Linked DNA regions of Anser cygnoides: region 1 is linked to region 2. Evidence: chromatin contacts called from public Hi-C data. All regions are on one chromosome and are shown on one strand. Each heading gives the region's core, a stretch centred on a gene start, on an enhancer-like site or on the middle of the called end of the contact. The rest is flanking DNA. Distances are from core to core; before and after follow the strand shown. Region 1 holds the start of HAO1 (hydroxyacid oxidase 1). Region 2 overlaps PLCB1 (phospholipase C beta 1).

Region 1 (3,029 bases), core at 16-2,515, 57 kb before region 2:
AAACAGGTTTGGGGGAGAATACAGAAATTGGTCCCTTTTTTGGAAATACTCTCTAAAGCACAGTATAAAACATGGCAGAGCTTTGCAACAAGCACAGGAACAAAGCAGCATGCACTGTGGTCACCAAAGCCCAGCACACACCTCTGTTTCTGTCTACAGTGCAAGCAAACCAGAGAACCTGTTGTTTGCTTACTGTCAGTTATTTGTGAGGAATCTCGTGATGAACAAACATGAAGAAATGCAATGCAACAGAAGTACATACGTGCCTTACTTCCTCCAAAAATTTGGGATGTTAAGTTACTTGGCGTTATCTAAATTCTTCAGCATTGATGAAGAAATCGAGTTAAATATAGATATACCTCTGTTAAAACCACAGCCATCATCCTTGCTGTTGGTTTATAAATAACAACTAGGAACACAATATTCTGCAAAGAGTGAGAGGAGTGCTTAAGATTCAAAGGAGATTGTCAAGCATCTGTGGAGGAGTATTTCAGGGACTGGAGCAGGAAGGATGGTGCCAACTGTAAGGTCAGTTTCAGAAATCATCTTAAGAGAATGATGGCACTGAAGAGATTTGCAGCTAGAAATAGCTGCTTTCCCAGATGAGGGCATCTTAGCTTAAAACATATGGGGCCCCTTAGGGTGTTCATTTTTATAGCTGGTCAGAATATTCATGGGAGAAATTACTGGAAATGATTATCAATATACAATTACACCATCGGGTATTTATAATTGCATATAATTTAAATGCAAACTGGCTTACATTGACATTTCTCTGTGCTCCCAGCACAAAACAGGGGATATATCTGCTTACATTTATTCAGTTTGCATCACATATGCTCTAGGATAAATGGCTGTTTTTAGCATGAGGAAGTAAGCATTGTGTGATAGCTAAACATTTTAATGTGTGCAACTGAATTCAACATTAATGAATGCAACATGTTGGAAATTTGCACAAAATTGCTGAAGGTAACTACACTGTTTCATTGCTGATCTTTCCCCCTACTTTTACATCTATATGCACTTAAAAAAAAAAGAGTTAAGCTCTTCATAGCACTTCCCACATTAACCTTTCACTCTCCATTTATGTTCATTTATCATATTCACGTGATACCAGCCTGTCTTTACCGGTCATTTTTTGCCACTCGTACTAAAAGTTCTCCTCCCCTCCCCATCACTAAATTGCTCACATGCAACCCTTTATAGATCCCCCAAGAAAATGCCAAACATGCCAAAGCACAGTGACTTCTTCTTGCAGCCCAGGCAACACGCCCTCGGAAGTTACAGCCCTCGAAAGCCCACCAGGAGCTAGAGCTGCTTCTACTCCAGACAACCCTTACCACCACTGGCCAGTTTATGAGCTGAGGCATGGAGGAAACTGCCAGTATCAGCACAAAGGAAACAAAACTAAGCAAAAAAGTTTAATCTGTAGCTACACTACAATTGCGTATCCTCTTACTGGTAGCATGAGTGTAATCCCTAGGAGGGCACAGCAAATGTCTCCCCAGCACATCTGACAGCGACACAGACCAGCTCTGACACAGCTTCTTTCCAAGTAATTGGATCCTTATTTTAATGAATCTATCTGGCTGCTCCCTCTCTGGATGAGGGACATCCTGTCTGCTTAACGAGACATCAGCTGTCTTAACTTTAACCTTGGTGCAAAAAGGATAGCATCTTATTTAACAGCAAGGAGTTTGCCCAGGTAACCAAGACAAATCTCACTGGCAAAAGTCAATGTGCAATTGAAATTTGAGGTTGGACTAGATGATCTTGGAGGTCTCTTCCAACCTAGACGATTCTGTGATTCTGTGAAATGTCCAGATGTGATTACGGCAGAGGGGAAAAAAGAAGTGTACCAGTAACACCCTCTCCCATATCAGCTGTTTCTCAGTTGTTTCCTGAGCTGGTCACTAGTGAATTGCCAGTGGAAAACAGCATCACATAAGTGAACCTCAGCTGTACCAGGCTCTGCAAAGGAACCTCTTTGCACTTAAGTTAAAAAAGGGATATCAGAAGTTCAGGATGAAAAACCCACAGAGGGCTGCAAATTACAGACATACAACTTCCAGCTCAGAAAGTGATTCAATCAGAAGCCAAAAAGAAGTGTTCTAAGAAATATCATTACACACTTGTCCTTACATATGTTATTTGCCAGAGAGAGGAAAAGAACTACATAGAATTTTAGCCTGAGTCACTATGTTCCTACTGCAGGATCAGAGAAACATCAGTTATCTCCTGTGAAGCAGCAAAAACTCCACAGGTGAGGAATGAGTCAACTGGGATTTTCTCACTTGAGTTAACTGAAGTAAAGATTAACTGGAAAAGTTAACTCCAGTATATAATTAAAATATTTCAATGTCTCAGAGATTACTTAAGTGTTTCTCAAGAGTGCTGTGGAAAGCTGTTTTATCAAGTAACTTTTTACATAGGTAAATGGCTGTGTTTTAACTTCCAAATTCCCCATGGACATTCCTGAAGTTCTGCAAATAAAGTCAGAAAACACACCTTTATAATTGTGAACGCTAAAGTGAAGTGTTTTCAGTGAGTATCTCGTCAATCAGAGCTGAACCAATCGATTTTGACCCCTCCAAGTCAGAAGAATCAACAGAAAGTATTTTTCTTCAGCCATCTGACTTCAGCATGAGACTGAGCCAAAGACAATGGCTTCGTTGTATGAATGAAGACAATTTTTTCACCCAGGAACAGCAAGTAGGTGGCCCTAACAAGGCCCCAGGAACATCTGTTTTGGGAAGTCAGTTGGGAAGTCTCGGGACTGCCAGGGTGCAGGGAGGCTGGAGCATCAACCAGAGGAACAGTTATCCTAGGAGGACCCACATAACTGGGTACGAGGAAAACAATGCAGGGAAGATGTACAAGAAGGTTCACAGCATCATTTTTGGCTCCATAGCAACCACCACCCTCCTGACTTTACACCTCAGGAAATCAATGCAATGGAAAAGAAAGAGGGAATTGCAAATCACCCCACCTATAGAGCAGTTCTGCTCTGTGCAGACAGGCAGCCCAGG
Region 2 (2,700 bases), core at 197-2,696:
CAGATTCCACCGTGCTTTTAACTCACTGTATGCTTCCTTCTTGCACATTGTGCCAAGCAGTAATCAATCCAGCATTATACGCACTAGGTCTTTAGAAGTTTGTGTTGCAGGCATTTAATGTATACAAATCACTGCTTTGCTTGCCCTAATGAAAGCTTATCCTGGTTGAATGAAGCTTTTGAATTGAATTTTCTGTTATAGTACTAAATAAGCTGTTTATTAGAAGAAAAAAACATTTTGTGGGTGGTATCTCTGCAGGGGGTTTGCTGGTCTTTAAGGCCCCTTCCAACCCAAACCCTTCTGTGATTCTATGATTTTATAGGGGGAAAGAAGTCTTGTGCTGTTTCTGTGGTGTGAGTAGGATTCTTCTCTTGCTAATTTCTTTTAGAGGACATTAGCAATCTTTTCAGACCATGCATATTTTCAGACATTTTGAAAAAGATATCAAAACCAAATTTTAACTGAAATATTGTTACTAGGACCTTCATCACTGGTGAGAGATCTACATGGGTCCCAGACAATGCTGGCAGCTCACACAGCCTGGGAAGCATGTTGGCTTCCAAGATAACAATCCCATTTCCTTTGGGGATTGTCATAATTAAGCAAGTCAGAGTGGAGTTCAGAATGGCAGTGACTCATAACTGATACCAGTGGGTATGAGCAGGGCAAGTGGATTAAGATGGCTTATGCTGTGCTATGGGAATTAGCACATTTAACGACCAGCTGGTGAAACCCTTCTGCTCTGTGCAGAACAGCTGATTTCAGTGGGACTGTGCTGGAGTAAGGTACTTGGAGTCAGCAAGGGTACAGGAGTCTGTGTGCATTTTATTTACACTTCCTGCCATATTAAGGCTATTGTGTGTTTGCAGACTACGCAGTTGTTTGACAAGCGTGTTCTCAGGCAGTACATCTGAAAGTACACTATTTTATAAATAAATCTGTCACATGGTTTGTAAGATCTGTCTTTCACACTTGCTTAGTCAAAAGTATGTTACAACCCTTTGCACATGAAAGAAGAAGCGTCTGTTTTGTGACATGAAGACATTTGAAACAAAACTAAATTTGTTTGTGTTACTGGACTACCTATGAGCCCTATTTGTGTATTGGAATTGCACTCTGCTATGCACTGTGCAAACACAGGACAGACAGTCTCGGCTCCAAGAGTTTAAAGGTCTCAACATGCTGGATTTTAAAATGTAGTAACTTTAATGTGCTACTAATAACGTCCTATATAATAATGGTCTGTAGTTAAGGAAGAGCCTTGTACATTATTGCACTGAGATCAGCTTGGAGTACTACAAGATACCCAGATATTCTGATCTCCTGCAAACCTGGCATAACACAACTAAAAACAGTTATCACAGCAAAGTTGATCTCATAGTAAGGAAAGTGCTTTTTTTCTACTATAAAAACTTGGCCTCCTCTGCAGCTAAACAATCTGCAAAAAAATCATGTTAATCAGCCTTTTCTTATTAAGTTTTAAGATAGCAGCTCAGTTTTAAGGTGTTTATTAAATATTTAAAATGGTTTAACTGATTTGGAGCCTGAATCATCTCCCATTAATACCATTGAATGTTTTTATCAACTTCATTAGCAATTAGATACAGTCCTTAACCAGCTGGAAACCAACAACAAATTCATATTTGGGAAAAGCACCTGAGCCCTCATTTGGTCGGCTTTCTGGAGCCTGCAAACATTCCAAGGATTAAATAGATATATATATTTTTTGCCATTGGGCAGTCTCGTCTGCCAAGTTCTCACCAGATGCATGCTAATAAAGCTGGGTTTTATAAACAGCTCTGGTGCAGGGTTCAGAGTCATCTGAGTGACTCAGAGCTACTAACAGGGTTAGACTTCTCTTGGAACTGGTTTGAGCTGAGAATCAAGCTGTAAGCAAATGAAGTATTTGATACTCTTTCCTGAAAATGGTGGGAATTAAGTCTTTTCTCTCTGCTGGCATGTGGCATATCTCAGAGCTGCGCAGCTGGCATTGCCTGACAGTGGGGAATCCTCAGAGGCCAAGGACTGAATAGTCATGAAGGATTAATTGCCTTCCTGGCAAGCAGCAGTGCCCTCCTCAGGGTGCAACTCATTGCCAGAAGAAGGTGGGAAAGGTGGTGCTCCTGTCTGCAGAAGGTGTTCTGTGCGGTGGGCAGTTAGCATGACGCTAACAGGATGAATGCTCTTCCTATTTTCTGAGCATAGGATTCAGCCTGGAGGGCTGCTTCCTCTGCCAGATGCACTGACAACTCAGGCAAAGGTTTGAGCTGCAGACAAATGGAGGGCAGCTTGCAAGTCACACCAGTACAGCTGTAATTTAGGAAGGGGCTGGGATGGATATGCCTAAATCAACTACTTTCTGCTGTTAGGGTGTAACATCTTCAGTCTCAGCCTGTAGCAGCTGTTACAGTAATAAACTCAAACGTGAGGACTAGTGTGCAGAGGGATGTGGAGATGCTCAGTTTCATCTCCATCCTGTTTCTGCTAACTGGACAGTGAACAGACAAGCTGCTTTTTGCTGTCCTCGTATTTTCAGGTCAATGTTTCCAAGTCAGGTAATGTGCATGGAAGTATGGGAGTGGAAGATGAGGATGACTCCTGTGACCTTCCTTTTCATGGACTCAGTCTGAATCGGTCATAACAGGGCAGAACTCTGTGCTATTCTTCTACTTGGATGTATTTGTAGTATGATGGTCTTTG

What was found. A called contact is a pair of places that touch in the nucleus more often than the background predicts.
Region 1: a contact with region 2 is called in a Hi-C map of liver, with 1.8 times the contacts expected there. The contact joins the promoter of HAO1 here to the enhancer-like site in region 2. A contact is called at or near these places in 2 of 7 Hi-C or Micro-C datasets (both in liver).

Annotation. Positions count from the first base shown.
Region 1 is chr3:6,058,373-6,061,401 of Taihu_goose_T2T_genome, reverse strand. It overlaps HAO1 (hydroxyacid oxidase 1), which reads right to left and starts at 1,265. Exons shown (of 8, transcript XM_013182177.3): 1 at 1-1,265. All of the region lies in intron 4 of LOC106036652 (a long non-coding RNA gene), which reads left to right.
Region 2 is chr3:6,002,142-6,004,841 of Taihu_goose_T2T_genome, reverse strand. The region is part of intron 3 of PLCB1 (phospholipase C beta 1); the gene reads left to right. Among named protein-coding and RNA genes, the nearest start is that of PLCB1, 29 kb to the left of the region's middle. Within about 2 kb of position 1,446, at least 2 of the 3 cell types and tissues checked have open chromatin away from gene starts, as enhancers often do. A contact at or near this core is called in liver, where this site is marked.